2 separate regions of the Zea mays genome follow, and region 1 is linked to region 2. The links are chromatin contacts, called in public Hi-C maps. All regions are on one chromosome and are shown on one strand. The core of a region is the stretch at or near the end of the contact, and the rest is flanking DNA. Distances in the headings are between cores, read along the strand shown. Region 1 has its middle 42 kb from the start of LOC100279585. Region 2 has its middle 130 kb from the start of LOC542333.

What was found. A called contact is a pair of places that touch in the nucleus more often than the background predicts.
Region 1: a Hi-C map of leaf shows a contact between it and region 2, with 5 times the contacts expected there. The contact joins two enhancer-like sites. A contact is called at or near these places in 3 of 25 Hi-C or Micro-C datasets (ear, leaf and tassel).

The regions. Positions count from the first base shown.
Region 1 is chr4:138,299,294-138,302,636 of Zm-B73-REFERENCE-NAM-5.0, forward strand. No RefSeq gene overlaps it. Among protein-coding and RNA genes, the nearest start is that of LOC100279585, 42 kb to the left of the region's middle. Within about 2 kb of position 1,493, at least 13 of the 20 cell types and tissues checked have an H3K27ac peak or open chromatin away from gene starts, as enhancers often do. A contact at or near this core is called in ear, leaf and tassel, where this site is marked.
Region 2 is chr4:137,969,965-137,973,258 of Zm-B73-REFERENCE-NAM-5.0, forward strand. No RefSeq gene overlaps it. Among protein-coding and RNA genes, the nearest start is that of LOC542333, 130 kb to the right of the region's middle. Within about 2 kb of position 1,352, at least 18 of the 20 cell types and tissues checked have an H3K27ac peak or open chromatin away from gene starts, as enhancers often do. A contact at or near this core is called in ear, leaf and tassel, where this site is marked.

The sequences.
Region 1 (3,343 bases), core at 243-2,742, 330 kb after region 2:
CATGTGTACAATTGTGTTCCAACGTCCGACCCAATAACCTCCCGCCTTCTCTAATCCCGAAAAAACCTGAAAAAGCACCATCTTCGCTTTATGGTGCCGCCATTAAATGCCACCACTAAACGCCACAGAGTCACCGCCCCTACCATCATTGTGATCTCGTTTGTTTGTAACATCTATCCCACATAGGGATGACAACGGATCGAATATTGCAAATATCGGCCCGCAACCATATCCGTAGGCCGTAGCTGCAACAATGGTGTAACCATGGTTTATTAATTAAATCAAATAAATACTAGTCCAAATTATATGCATCATGATGATATGGTGCATCAGGGCTGTTTGGTGGCGTTGGGAGTGTCGGCCTTGGTGTCATCGGGTTCGTCATAGCATTCCTTGGTTGTGACCATGGTGTAACTACGTTATATATATGTGGTCTTTTTTTGTCGTTTGAGTTAGTTAATGCAAGAAATGGATTAATGAAGGTGCAAATAAACATGTAATATATGAAGCAATGGACGTACGTTACGATGATTACTCCATCTTTTCATCTTCCTAGAACTTCTATCATGAGTTTCTTTTTCTTGAGCCACACAAGTGAGAGACTAATACAACACCACAATTACTCCTCACTACTTAGTCGAGTTCCAGATTGGTCAATTGGTTAACCGTTTTTTTTTCTGTTTTTCGGTTTTTTAAGTTCGGTTTTTAAAATATGTTAACCGAAATTCTATTTGGAAAAAGAAAAATCGATACTTCGGTTAACAGTAAACTTCGGTTCGGTTTTTGGTTTTAACCGAACTGTGCAGAACACAATACAACAGCAAAATTGCAATTAACATAGAGCATCAACATCAGATTCATTGTATAGAACAAGTAATATTTTGCAACACCGAAACAATATTTTGCGACGGCTTGATTCAACAGGCTAGTGCTTAGCGATGGCTTCCGGCTGCTGCTTGGTGGCTGGCGAGTGGCGAAGGCTTGTTGCTGCTGCTGCGGTGCTGCCTGTGATGAGGCCACGACGGCAGGGCGATGAAGGCTGCACGTGCATAGAGTGCTTCATTCTAGTATTTAAAAATCGAGTCGTTCTATTCCGTGTTTGACAAAAAAAAAAAAAACAGAGTCGTTCTATTTTTTGTTTGGTTGAAGAGTAAAATAGAGAAAAACTGTTCCATTATTTGTTTAGTTCGAGAGCCATATGAGTGTAGAGGGGAGGAGAGGAAGCAGAGCGCTCGCATACGATCGTTTTTATGGAGCGGGAGCGTTCCAACTACTTATAGTAAATTTTCATATGGAGATACAGAAGCCGCTCCACTCTTGTTTTCTTGGAAACCAAATATCTAGAAAATTGGAATGGAGTCATTCTATTTTTCCTCACTCCTAAACCAAACACACCCTAATTGGCTTGGTCAATGAGGCATTGAGTGCTGGACTGCTGGTACTGGTAGCATACAACAGATTGGCTTAGTCCGTTAGTCGTTGGCCCAACGTGGCCAGCCCATGGGCAGAATGGTGCCATGCGGGGTTGCACACTTGGGCCAAAAAGAACCTGAGTTAGTGGAGTGGTGGGCCAATTTTTTTGGTTTAAACCGAACAAAAACCGAAAATCAGAATTTAGTTCGGTTCCTGGAAAATGGTAACCGAAAAATAATTCGGTTTGGCGAGTTTCAATTTATATGGTTTCGGCTCTGTTTTTCGGTTTTGATGTTCGATTTTCGTTTTTTATATTAGGCCTAATCGAGTTGTACCAAAGTTTTCTTATTCCAATCCTCGCATACACAGTGTTACAAGGGCATACCTTCGGAACTATTGTCTCCATCTACGACACTTGCTGAGTTGTGTGGGTGATCGAGTTTTTTAGTGTCGTCGTGATTGCTCATTGGTTAGATCAGAACATCGTCTTCTTTCTTTTTTTATGTCTGCACCAAGGACGACATTATAAACATATCCTTAGTGTGGTTCACAATTTTGAGTAACATATGTTGTCGACTCGTGCGAATGGATCTGTTAGCGCCGATCACTGGGGGTGTACCGCCTGGCGGTGCCCTCTGCGACGGCGCGGACGGTCCGCGACCTGGGGGCAGGAGCGACGCTTTTCCTGTACGATTCCGGACGGTCCACGCCTGAAGCCTGACGGTCTGCGATGGCGCTGGGTCGTCTTCCTCCTCGCAGCGCCCTGGATCTGTTATACCCGGTTTTAGAAGGCAAATCGAATACGAACCATGTACGTGCCAGAATCAGAAACTCACGTACATATTGATTACATAATTGGACATCATCACACATTTCTCAAAATAAATAACAGAAATAGTACTTTATTACATCAAGATGTCCAAGACCTCCACAGAGTCATTAACATAACATTATCATTAATATTTCAAAGTGCGGAATACGAAACATAGAGATATGGCCTTCATAGGCAGCTGGCTGAGGGTTTGTGAAGCGTCCCCAATCCTCTGGGACTCAAATGTAATACAATTACTAGTCCTAGGAGGCTAGTAAACACATTTATACAACAGATGATTCCAGATCTGCTTAAACGAGACAAACCTATAAAGGTGGCGATCAACTTTAAGAGTTGGTCCACAACTCGGGACATATCATCAGAGTGGGGCTGAAGCAGCCCGATATACGCAACGAAGCAAATCAGCGGTCCAACAGCCACAGGCAAGGTTGGGAACAGTCGTAACTCTTACTCGATCTCCTTTTTCTGAAAAACAACAAATAAGCAAGGGTGAGTACAAACGTACTCAGCAGCCCACCTTCACCCGCGGAATGGGGAAATCAGATATAATGCATTGAATATGTGGAGCTCAGGATATTTTGTAGAAACATCAATATTTTATGGAGGGTTGTTTCGTAAACATTTTGTATTTTTCAAAGCGCATCCTCTCCCAAAGGAGCAGAAAGTTTTTCAATATTAGAACAAAATCCCCTAGACTAAACCATCCAGGTATCTCAGCAGTTTCCCACTGGTTTTCATTTTCAAAAACAGCTACTGGACTTCCCGTCTACCATAGCTCACGGCTCAATCGCCGGACCTTTTAAAAATCACTTTTCTCAAAAGCACCTCTTTTTTTTGAAAACAAGACACTAATTGACATACCACACCAGACTCGTCCATTTCTGTGGACATAGACTATTCGAATAGGTTTGAACTCTGCGCAGAGGTGTACACTTTACCCACTAGTCCGGCTCTGCGATCTCATAGCTTGTGAGACCCGAATCCGAATCTCTTTCTTTCCCCGCACGTCCTAACCTTAACGGTTATCCGGAAGGAGTCAGGCCACCACCATGTCCAAACCGGACAAAACTTTCCCCCTCCTTATCCTCCCGATGCTCC
Region 2 (3,294 bases), core at 102-2,601:
CCATGGTAAAATCCCCATAGATTAAGAGATACAGGGACCCAAAGTCAACATAATCTCACTGTTTTTAGAGTTAAGCCATATGGGTGCCTTTGAGACTTTTTGCAATTTACTCCAATTTGTTCCACAAAACTTGAAAATCTCCAAATGGAAAAGTTGCTTAATTTTTGTTACTCTACCACTTTGATATATGCACTTTGGTCCAAAAGTGTATAGAAATTGATCTCATCTCATACAACAATAATTAGGGTTTCTAGAGTCCTTATTAGGGTTTAAGTGTTCTAGGGTTTAAGTGGCACTCAAACTCTCTAAGTTTAGTCTCTTTTGAACATCTCCACTAACTTTTGAGATCATACTCAATTTGTTATCTCAGACACCCACATACTTCTAATCCTTGGGTAACTACCCTATCCTAGGGTGAAAGATCAAGTCAAGTCATCACACCACAAGGTTGTTTTGAGATTTTAGCCTAGTGGATGCACTCTAGGTGTAGCATACATAATGAAATGTCAATGCATATGATGACATGCCCAAGTTTTAGTTCTTGGAACACCAGGGGTGTTACAGTAGCAATACAAACAAACATGGTATAGGCAAAATTAACATGACACCAAACATAAGCACAAACTGTATAGTAATATTCTATGCGTCGTAACGAGATCGTCTGTTCGAGAATCACTAAAATCGGAGTTACGGTTAAAAAGGTACAATTTTCTAAGGAGTTATGTGTTTAAATAACAAAACTATGTTTTAGGTTGACTATAATTCATGTGATAAAGATATTACAAAGAAATAACTTTACCGAACCTTATTCTAAGTTATAAATTAGTTAGAAATTATATCTTCGTCATATTATAACCATATACCAGATTAAAAGATTGCTTCGTCCATTGTATTTATAGAAGCTAATTGAGTACTTTATTAATTTTGAAAACATGGTACATGACTAAACAATGTTACTAGTGTGGGAAATTTTGTTACGAAGCCAACAAATATTGAACGGCTTAAATTAGAGCTAAGACACAAAAGTTATGAATTTTATAAGTTCTTTATACATTTTATATTAACTTTTATACTAGAAATGATTATCATATGTATTTTTCCATAGTTCTCGGATTTCTTTAATCACTAAATAGGAAAAGGACGGCGGGTTAAATTACTAAAAAGTCTAGGGTCTGGTTTGTAAGAACTTGGACTACTTTGTAATGATCCTCGTATATGGGCGGACTGTGGAAAAATAATAAAAACCACAGGGTCTCTTTCGCATAATTGCGTCAATGAAGGGGTACACTCTATTCGAGGTCGTTAGATCAATTTCGGATGGCCTAGATTAAATCAAGGCAAGACCCGAACCGGTATGCGCTGAACACCATTGATGCCGAGATCAGCGGCCAAGATAAGATCTCATCCCCTGGTGAACCGGTATGCTATGACTGCCCTCCGATCTTGATTCGGTGTCCAGGATCTAATGCCCAAATAGGTAAACAAGACTTCTAATCCTGGCCATCTACCAAGGATCCCACGGTGTGGCAATCATCCATCGACCGACCGCCCCAAGCGGCAGCATAGACGCCCTGGCACCATGGCCGGAGCACGACCTATCCTCGCTCCCGAGTCCAAATCTTGAGCCTAGCTGGTGGTATAGGGAGAGAATGGTAAGTCTAACGATGTGGTGGATTCCTCACCTCAGGTCCGGGCGAAGATGATCCGGTCAACGCGACACAGCGGCTCCATGATGCATGGTGGCCCGACGGCGATGCCCAAGCACCGGTGTGGAATCCCTGGGCCTAGCTGCTCCCAAGGCGTCAATCCAGCCACGGTGTCGAAGCCCGGCCATGCCCCAATCTGCGGGGACACTACGAGGATCGCTACACCCCACTATGCTTGCTCTCTCGTGGCTCAGCTCAAGTCTAACGATGGTGACGACATGAACTCAGCGGCGACACCCTTCTCTCCCCCTCTCTCTTTCTTATGTTGGATTCGAAGGTCTGCGGATGGCAAAGAGGTCATTGGACATGGGTTTATACTCGCTGCCTAAGGAGTGGGAGGGGTCCGCATCGCCTAGGGTGGCCGAGATCCACGGCGGAAGCGACCATGCGCAGCCTTCGGTGGGTTGTTACAGGCTCAACAATCAACAGAAGAAGGGGATGATAAAGCTGTGATCAGGAGCCCACCTGGCGGTGAGATGGAACACCCAGGCACGAGCGCCATAGCGACTGACAACGCGTGCCCCGATTGTTAGTGAGTCCGAGCACGAGCTCGGCTGGTTGGGCCACGCAGACCACGAAAATGGGCCGCGAGGGGGATTTCGGCCCAAGTGAGAGGTGTGCATATTTTCTCTTTTTCCTTTTTCTGTTTTCTTTTCTCTTTAGAGTTTCATATTCCAAATTTTGAATTCAAATCAGAGTTTCAAATTCTGATCTAAATGCAGCAACCAAAATCTTGACATGCGTGCAATATATACTTATTATTTTTATATTTCATATTAACTATTGTATTTCAAATGATACGAATGTGTTGCACACACACAAAGAACTTTAAATTTTCAAGAGTTATATTGTTTGTCCAATTAAAATATTATTCAAAACTTAATGTTTTATGATTATTTATTTCGTTTGCTCTTTATGGAAAGATAATTCAATTTAAGTCTTATGAAGAATACTTCTGAACCTGTACTTAATTGAAACTATTAATTTATATGAGGATCCTTCATTTAAATATCTTGTTTTAAACCATAATTTTTTAAACCTTAGGATAAAGTTTTCTAAATTATCCAAAATATGATTAAAGTTGTTACAGGGACGAGGTGACCAAAATCACCAAACGCGAAACGATCGAGGGAGAACTTGATCGATCCGTCCTCAACAAAGGAGAAAAGCCACAAGCAATGTACAGCCGGCTCAAGACGATGGTGAACCAAGTCCGCAATCTTGGGAGCACCAATTGGGATGACCATGAAATGGTCAAGGTTATTTTAAGATCACTTGTCTTTCGTAATCCCACTCAAGTACAACTAATCCGTGTAGATCCTAGATATAAACAGATGGCTCTCGAGGAGGTAATCAGCAAGTTTGTGAGCTTTCAACTTATGATCAAAGACTCCAAACATATTGTCAACTTGGAGCAAGGCGCCACCTCCACACCCGAGGTGCAACCCGTTGCATTCAAATCAATGAAAGAAAAGAAGGAAGAGTCTACACCATCAAGTAGACTCCCAATCAACGCCTCCAAGCTCGACAACAAGGAGATTACTCTTATCATCTAGAGCTTCTGGCAAATCGTCAAACAAAGGAAGGG